3 separate regions of the Gossypium arboreum genome follow, and regions 1 and 2 are each linked to region 3. A link is a contact called in public Hi-C data. All regions are on one chromosome and are shown on one strand. The core of a region is the stretch at or near the end of the contact, and the rest is flanking DNA. Distances in the headings are between cores, read along the strand shown.

Region 1 (3,253 bases), core at 611-3,110, 620 kb before region 3:
TGTTCCTATTTTGGTTACTTGCCATTAAATTGATAACGAAAAGTTTTTTTAACTGGTATAATAACACATTTAATCCTCATCAATATTATATATTTTTATCAAATTGATCTTAATTCTAAATAATTCAATAAATTTAACCCTTTATATTTACAAATTTTATCAATTTGATCCTCAAACTTCTTAACTAAAACTTTTAGCTTTTAAAATAGAGGCATTCCACATCTATTAATTGTTTTATCTATGGTTGAAATTATCTAAATCGATACATATCCCTTTTTGTTTATATTTTTAAGAAGTTGGTGTTAGAAATTAACTAAACACCATTAAAAATAATAGAAAATACAAATATTAAAAATATAATATATAATAAATTTATATAAATAGTTAAATACTTTTGAAAAATAAGTTTTGACTTTGACTAGCATAATTTTAGTTTTAAATTAATTTGGTATATGATTTGACACTAAATCATATTACTATTAGTGATACATGTTGCTTATTTTAGATTTAAAATTAAAAATAAATAGAACACATAATAATCTCATAATCAGTTTATAACATTAAAAAATTATTATCAATATAATAAAAGAAATTCAATTAATTCTTTCACATTTTTTCTTATGAAATATTAAATGTTCATAAATTTTTTATGCAATTATTGATTGAGCAATTAGATTTTTCAAAGTTATATTTTTAACTCTAGATTTAATTTTCAATTTCAAAAACCAACTTGAGGATTATTTCTATGTATCTTAAAGGAAATATAATACATTAACAATAATAGTAAATCTAAAGTGGCTTTTTAACGGTTTTTCTATTTTCTTTAGCCAAAATTTTATTGGTTAAAGGGTTATAAAATATTATCTTTAGAAGAAAACTAATGTAAAAAAAAAGAAAAGAAAAAATTTAGTATAAAAAAAAAAGAAAAGAAAAAATTTAGTATAAACTCATTGGTATCAAGAATTGACTTGGAAAACGACTTGTTAGTACTTAGTGGAGAGAAGGTTTTTATTTATTTATTTATTATATATATAATCTTTTTGGGTTTTGTGATTTTATAGATGTGGAATGACTTTGTTTTAAAATATAAAAACTTTGGTTAGGAAGTTTGAGGATCAAATTGATAGAATTTGTAAATGTAAATGGTTAAATTTATTAAATTATTTAGAATTAGGATCAAATTGATAGAATATGTAAGTATAGAGTACTAAATGTATCATTATACCAATTAAAATTTTTTTATTATCAATTTACAGCATGTTATAAAAACAATAATGAGTTCAAATGTTAATGCTTAAATTAAAAATTTTAAAGTTAGATGATCAAAACAAAAATATATGCATAGTTCAGTAACTATTTGTGTAGTTTACCTTAAAATTTTTAACATAAATGATTAATTTACTCTTTAATTTAATGTATAAAATTAATTCACCTATTTTTAAAGTAGATAACATCATCACATTTTCATATTCAGGTAACCGATTTAAAACTAGATAATAGATATAACACCTCTTTTTTGTCTAGTAGTGAAAATATTTATACTATGGCAATATCCATGGGTCAATCCAATTTGTGCATATCATTTTCGTCTCTTATTTCACATTTTTTCTTAATTTAAAGAGTTTTTCTTTTAATAATTATTGGAAATTATGATTTTAATTTTAATTAATTATTAATATATTATATAAAACAAAATAGTGCGAAAGATTAAGACCAATTTATTTAAAATAAAAGAATAGAGACCAAATCAAATAAAAGTGTAAAAATTGGAGGGCTAAAGTAGTATTATACCAAAATAAGGATTTAACAGCTAGCGTAATAAAGGGACTTCTATGTAAGTTTTACCCAAAAAACTTGTAGTGCGCCATATTTGGTTTCCAGTTTGGGCTAAGTACAACCTACTCAAGTATTTAGCCTCAGTAGGGCACCAAAATAAGGACAAATTCCTGAGAGTCTTTTCCTTTTCTGCTTCTTCTTCACGACGCTTTATATCCCTTTTTCTTTGTTTTGTTTTCAATTTCACAAATAATGGCTATTAAGAATGAAATTATTACTTCGACAGATTTGGGTGACAACGAAATTGGGAATATCAGCACTTGGAGCATTCCCAAAATGATTTCTCTTGTAAAATCCACTTTTCGTTCCAACGATTTCGCCATGGTAGAAAAGGAATTTTTGGCGAGAGAGCAGAAATCAAAGCTGGAAATCGAGTCACTGAAACAGGCAAAGGATTCATTTTCCTACAAATTCGAAGAAGAGAGGTTGGAAAAAATGGGTTTTGCGGATGATCTGAGGAAATGCAAGAAAGAATTGGAGGACATGAGGGGTGAGGTTTCGAAGTTGCGGGAAGAAAATATGGTTTTGAGGGAAAGAGGAAAGTCTGCTGAGGAAAGGTGTAATAGATTGTCGGAGGAAGTGAAGGGTATGTATGAGAAACAACACGAAATTATAAATTTGAGAAGCAAGAATTGCGAGCTTGAAAATGAGAAAGCCAAAGCTGAATCTGAGTTGGAAATACTGAGGAAGAGATTCGAGGAGTTGGATAAGAGGGTTTTATGTTTAGAGACTGGTTTTAATACTCTACAAGATGAAGATGATTCCAAGAACAACAATAGGATTGGGGGAGAAATTGGGGTTTCCGAAAATGGGAGGCTAAAACCTATTGAAGCTAACGGTTATTCACCAAATGCTGGTAAAAATTCAACATTCCTGAACCTTTTTTTATTTTGTTTTCGTGTTTATATTGTTGTTTGGTTGGTTAAATTCATGCTAGAGTTGATATTCAAGATTGCTATGCATATGAAGGTTTCAGTATCATTTCAGGTTATGGACTGATGGTGATATTTTTTAGGGTCGGATCCTCAACAAGTCCCAGCGCCTTTTTATTTTTTTTTAGGGTTGGATTCTCAAAAGGTCTAGTATTCTGTCTCGGGGTTCTATGCTCCGTTTTAGCCTCGAGCTTTTGCCCTGTCCATGAACGGGGCATGGAGACGCCACATGCTGGTGCCAGGAGTCGCAAACAGTGCCAGGAGAAACTTGAGAGTTTTATGGTGTGGTTTGAATTCATTCCCTATAGCATATAGGCATTTATGGGTAAGATGAGTACCACTGGGACAAAATTTTGGGGTTAAAATGGAGTATAGGCGCTCCAAGAATATAATACCGGACTTGTTGAGGGTCCAACCCTCAATAATGCTCTGTATCAAATAATAAATACTGATACTTGTATAGCAGGATAAGCAATTTGCTCTAA
Region 2 (3,009 bases), core at 393-2,892, 680 kb before region 3:
TACTGTTGAATTGTCCTGTCCTCATGTTTAATCGTGTGATACTTGGCATATGAATTTGATAGTCGATAATTTATATAATACAAATTTCGAAATTGTCTGCTTGAATGAAATTTATATAGAATTAATATTTGATGCAACGGTATATAAATTATGTATTGTCAATGAATCACATATTTACACATCATCTAAAATTTTTTAAAATAAATCCACTTATATTCATTTTTAGATGATGTGTCACTGCATCAAATATAAATCCATTATGTCTTGTTTAATTTATTTTATTTATATTGCGTAATCATATCATGTCTATCACTAAAATCGTTACTCCCTTACCACAGACACAACCAATGAAATCAACTATCCTAACACATAAAAACTTCCAAGCAGAAAGAAACAATTGAAATATCAAATCCAAGCTCTTTTTGTTTTTGTTTTTGTTTGGGGTAATCCAGCTCAAAATGACAATCTGAAACCAACAAAAAAGAATTTTCTAATTTTTAAGCATGATAATAAACAAGATTAATGATTTTAATTATATTATTGCAAGAAACAAAAACGTCGTCGTCGTAACCGAATGGATATCTTATCATCAGTATCACCCATTCGTAAATTTGATAAATTGATTTGGAAAAAGAAAAGGTCAGCTGTTCTTTCCTCCTCCTTTTTTTTTTTCCGTTTGACAAAACATAAGGCAACGCCCAGTCAATTTATCACTCAATTACTCAAAAACCTTTTATAGTATAATATGAAAAAGAGGAAATAGTATTGCTAAAATTTAAAAAGGAAATAAACTGTAACTGTAACCAAAAAAAAAAAAAACAACTCGTTAAAAAATAAACAGTATTATTCACCTGATTCTTCCTCTTCACCTTGTTTTCTCAGTCTTGCTTATGAAGCTTTGATAAGTTTCTACTGAAGCAAATAGATATTTTTTTAGTTCAAATCTAAAGAGAATGAATTTAACAGTAATAATCGAATCTAAGATGATGTAAGCAAAAAGTTCAAAAAGTAGAAAAATCTGGAAAATTTTTGAAAAAGGCAAAAAGAAAAAAGTGAGGAGGAGGAAGAAGAACTTCATTTACTTGAATTCAAATTCATGATCTCAAATCATTTTCAATTCTATTTCTTAAAAAAATCAAAACCACGTGGATTTTTGGGAATCTATATACAATAATACAAGATAATTTTCAACGAGGAAAAGAGAATCTTAAGTTAGATTTATGTTTAAGAAAACGAATGGATGAAAGCTTAATTTATTTTACAAAAATCATGAAAAAATAAAACACAGATAACGAAAATTAAACTACTAAAGATCAAAGATTTCGATAAAAACTAGAGTTTAAGTAATCGAAACAGAAACTACAGTGATGAATAATCATTTGATAATCAAAGATTACCTCTGAAGCAGAGCTATAAGGCTTGATTACGAAGAAGAACCAGAAAAAAAAATCTGAGAAAGAGAGACTGTGGATTTTTTTTTTTTTTTGTTCTTTTTTCCTTTGAATTGAGAAATAAAATTAGCAGTGAAAAGGAATAAATGGAGAAAATGAATTTGTTTGTATTAGATTTAGAGAGCACTTTCCTTAGCCAGTTTGTAGCTTTAGATTGAATCTTTTGGAAATTCTTTTAATATTAATTAACTTACCCTTCCATTTATTATTTATTGCAGTTATACCCTTCCATTCCATTCAATTTCTCGTCAGAAGAAAACGCGAGATGATTTGATTCCTTTTAATCGGAAAGACATAATTAAAATTTTCCCGCGCTTTTTGGTGTTTTCAATTTTCGCATTTATTTGAATGTCGTTGACTGATATAGTTACCGCAAAATTTAGGATTTTATTAATTATATTACTTATAGTAATAATTTCTTTTGACCCAGAATTATTTATCATAATTAATACAATAATTTATAATTTTATTAACTATTTTTAAAGAAAATTCACCAATAAAATAAGATGAATATAGATTATAATAAAAAAATACAAATTGAATAGATAAAAATATATTTCAATTTTGATGGCCGCAGACCATGTACAAAATAATTACCATATTTTTAATACATTATTTAAATTACATTAGTGTTCTTTCTTTTGGTGGATAAAATAAGAAATTTTACAATAAGTTAAAAGAGTCAAAAGAAAAGTTACATATATAATTGTAAACTTTTCTTCTTGTCAAACACCAACTTAACCATTCAATCAGCTTCAACGTTTTCTTCTCTAAAATATTCAATTCACCAAATATAAAAATCGATGAATAAGAATAAAACTAGATAAGAATGTAAGATTTTTCTCTCTCTTTTTTTTTTTACAAAATTAATGAATAAAGTAAATAGACTTATTAGGTGGAAACAATGTACTGGTGATAGTTCAGACGGTGTTACTTTCCTCTAAAAAAGAATGAATTTAAACATTTGAAAAGAAGAAGAAAAAATCATAAATTTTCTGAAAATGTGAAAAAAAAAAAATCATATCTTTTTCTTGATTCTAACAGTCAACTCTGAGACCAATTCCTTGAGATAATCACAGTTGGTACGATGATAATCAATCAACAAACAAAGCTGCCTTATGGCTTCCCTCTTTTCTTCTTCTCGACTCAACAATGTCGCATCTTTTTCTTTATTAATCTTCTCCAATTCTCCCACTTTTTTCTCAAGCACACTCACAGCTTTCAATAACTTCAACTTTTGTTCTTCTTCTGAATTCGATACCCCGTCATTTTCCCTTTTCTTTTCTGCATTATCTATCAGCTTCGTCAACTCAGTTTCACAAGTAACAAGCTTTTGTTTCAGTTCTTTGTTTTCTTGCTCTAAACTTTCTTTTATGTTCTTGTAGTTCTCTTTGTTTTCGTAATGTTTTTTTTCAGCAACCGCAATCCTTAAGCACAGAAGACGGATGTTATCATCGAGTTTCTGGTAGAATTCTTGTGCTAAATTCCCCATCTTTCTTTCTATGTAATTTAACTTGTTTCCAGCAGATAATTGTTTGATAAGCTTTGGGTTACGTTC
Region 3 (3,033 bases), core at 353-2,852:
GTCAATAAAGATAATGTTAAGCATCCAACCTAAAACCAATTGGTAATAAGTGGAGTGGCACAACTTAAATATGATCAATACTTAATAAATGTGGGATAACATCACCTAACACTCCCCCTCACGTGTAGCTCAACTTGGCCTACAAATAGACAACCTGAATACTAATGTTATGCATCCAAACTGAAACCAAAAGTAATAAGTGGAAGGACCAAACTTGTAAATGAGACCACAGGAAATCCAGTAATTAACAGATATAGGATAACAACACTTGATAGCTAAAAATACAAATTATAGAGCCAAGGCAAGAAAGAATGTAAACTAGTTTGGTTCAGGAATACAATCAACTACCTTTGGTGGTTTAAATGGATAGTCCGGAGGGAAATGAATGGTGACTAGAAACACTCCACCAGCATATGGACTGTCAGGAGGACCCATAATAGTTGCTTGCCAATGAAACATGTCTTCAGCAACAGGGCCTAATTCAATAGTAAAAATAAGCAAAAGGACAATAGTTAGATGAACAATCACCAAGTAATCTTATGATAATCTTTTCCCAAATTAAAATTGAACGAACCACTCATCCTTACTCTTATTTGCCTTAAGAAATTTAAGCACATATAACAGAAATGACGAGTTCATATACTCAATACATGCAATTATCCAAATCGTTTCCTTACAAACTTCACCTATACATGAACAATTTCGTACGACCAAATAACACCTTAACAAACAGACATGAACAATAATTAACTAATAATTAGACACGAAAATTTTTAAAAAATAAAAAATAAATATATTGTAGTTAGAATAAAATGGAATCATCATGGTCAAAATGAAAAGACCAATAATAAGTATAGAAAATAGATTCGTTATATATAGTTCAAATTGAATTATGCAGCAATAGTAATTATTATGTCATAATTTTCTTTTTCAAAAGCAGATATCTAAAAATTTCTAATCAATTTTTCAAAAAAAAAAAAGAGTTTCAACGAACAAATCTAAAAAATTCAGAAATGAACAAATCGAAACACGAAGTAGAAAAAAAAATGAACCTGCGCTGCAAGAGGTAGGAGGATCTTTCTGGAGATCCTTGAGCTCCTTCAAGATCCGCTTTGAAGCCATCACCTAAACCCTAAAACAAACAAAATTTTACTAAAAAAATAGAAATTTTCAAGCTAGATCGCTTTTTGTGTCTAACAAAGAAAATTTTAAATTGAAGAGAAACCAAAAAATAAAACGAAATAAAGAGGAAACTAGAGAGAAAAAAGAACAAGTACCTGAGAGATCCTCCTGCCCTAGGCTATTGTCTGTTTGGGTGTTTTTTTTTTTTTTTTTTTTGTTGCTGAAAATAGCGGAGAAATGTAAAGAGGCAAAAATAAAGCTTAAAAAAGAAATCTCCCAGAAATCAATTTTTAATAATAATAATTATAATTATTATGTAGAGAAAGGCAAAAATTGGGATGTTTTGTGTTCTGATTGGCTATCTTTGTAGACCCCACGCGATTATAAGAGAATTTTATTTTGTATTTCTTTTGACACGGATACCTTCTCTTTAGAGATGGCATTGGCAACCGCGTGTGGCGCGTGACGGTAATTTGCAGGAGTGTGCAAAAATCAAATAGTTGATTTTTGTTTCGGTTTAAAAAGTTGGGCAAAATGGATTGATTAAAAAATTAAAATTGAATTAACCGGTTTTAAATCATATTTTATTTTTATTTTTATTTTATATTTTATATATTATAAACCTAAACTCAATTCAGAATTTAATTGTAATCGGGGTAAATTATATTCATTGTCATTAAATTATTAGTAAATTTATGTTTTCGTCACTCAATTTTAAAAGGTTACAAAATGATCATTAAACTATTTGAAAGTTTTTATTTAAATTAATAAATTGTTAAAATTAATGTTGTATAACTTTTCTATCTTCATCACCTCCACCAATTAAAAGCTTTGCTTCCCCTTCTCTTTTACAGTCTATTTTTTTCTTATGAAACAACTTTAAACGTCATCAATATTCAAACTAAAATTTAAGAAACTTTTTTTTCTAATATTATACATTGATCATTAGATTAACTTGGATTTAATATATGTTTTTTATTTGTTGATAGATCTTGAACTACCATACTAATCATTTATTTTTGTTGCTTAGAACTCGTTAATTGTAAAAATAATAATAATAATCTAATATTTTAAATAAAAATTTTAAATAATTCAGTGATTTTTATAATTTTTAAAGTTGAGTTACATAATTTATACTAATTGGGCCAATATCCAAAAATTAAATCCAATTGATATTTAAACTCAATTAATAAATTAAACCCAAAAATACTACACCCAAACCCGATCCTTCACTTTCACTACACGGTTCATTTCAGCATTTGACGCCCATTCAAGCAAAACTCACTTCATTATTTGATAAATAAAAAAATTGTTAATGAAAATAAATTTGTTGCAATGTTGTGATGGATTATGAAACTTGTGTTATACTGTGTTGTGTTAAATTATTTAGTTTGTCAGGTAATAGTTTGTATACTTTTTTTAAATGTAGATTTTGGATCAAATCGATCTAAAATACGTTTATTTGGTTTTTTTTTTTTGGTTTTAGAGGTAATTTAATTTTGTTTTAAAAGTAAATTGGGTTTTAAATTTTTTGGATCGAACTTGTAAATTGTTCACCCTAATTTTGTTTGGGGTAAATTATACTGATGATCACTTTAAGATAGAGTTAACCTTAGTTTGATCATTCTAAAACTTTTTTTCTTAAGTTAGTCACTTTGAATAAAATAATTAAGTTAGTCACTTTAAATAAAATAATTGTGTAAATTAGTCACTACCATTAAAATAATTGTATGAATTTGTTGGTGTGACATTTTGAAATAAATAATATTCACTTTGTAGCAATATAACTAAAAAATAGTGTTGTAATAAAGTTGAATTTAACAAAATAATTTTAACACTGTTAATGGGTATCGGAACTTTTTTTTTTGAAATCGACTTTTTATTTTAAAAATGAAAATGGAGTCGCCATTA

Evidence for each region. Hi-C and Micro-C count contacts between places; a contact is called where the count stands out from the background.
Region 1: a Hi-C map of leaf shows a contact between it and region 3, with 2.9 times the contacts expected there. The contact joins the promoter of LOC108467950 here to the promoter of LOC108479608 in region 3. A contact is called at or near these places in 2 of 5 Hi-C or Micro-C datasets (both in leaf).
Region 2: a contact with region 3 is called in a Hi-C map of leaf, with 2.8 times the contacts expected there. The contact joins the promoter of LOC108469809 here to the promoter of LOC108479608 in region 3. A contact is called at or near these places in 2 of 5 Hi-C or Micro-C datasets (both in leaf).

Annotation. Positions count from the first base shown.
Region 1 is chr1:33,500,973-33,504,225 of ASM2569848v2, forward strand. It overlaps LOC108467950, which reads left to right and starts at 1,861. Exons shown (of 2, transcript XM_017768780.2): 1 at 1,861-2,692. The coding sequence starts at 2,029.
Region 2 is chr1:33,439,272-33,442,280 of ASM2569848v2, forward strand. It overlaps LOC108469809 (COP1-interactive protein 1), which reads right to left and starts at 1,643. Exons shown (of 4, transcript XM_017770860.2): 1 at 1,398-1,643; 2 at 852-912. LOC108468610 (COP1-interactive protein 1-like) reads right to left here. Exons shown (of 3, transcript XM_053031438.1): 3 at 2,301-3,009. The coding sequence ends at 2,470.
Region 3 is chr1:34,117,461-34,120,493 of ASM2569848v2, forward strand. LOC108479608 (ubiquitin-conjugating enzyme E2-17 kDa) reads right to left here and starts at 1,603. Exons shown (of 5, transcript XM_017782318.2): 1 at 1,278-1,603; 2 at 1,053-1,125; 3 at 349-476. The coding sequence starts at 1,122.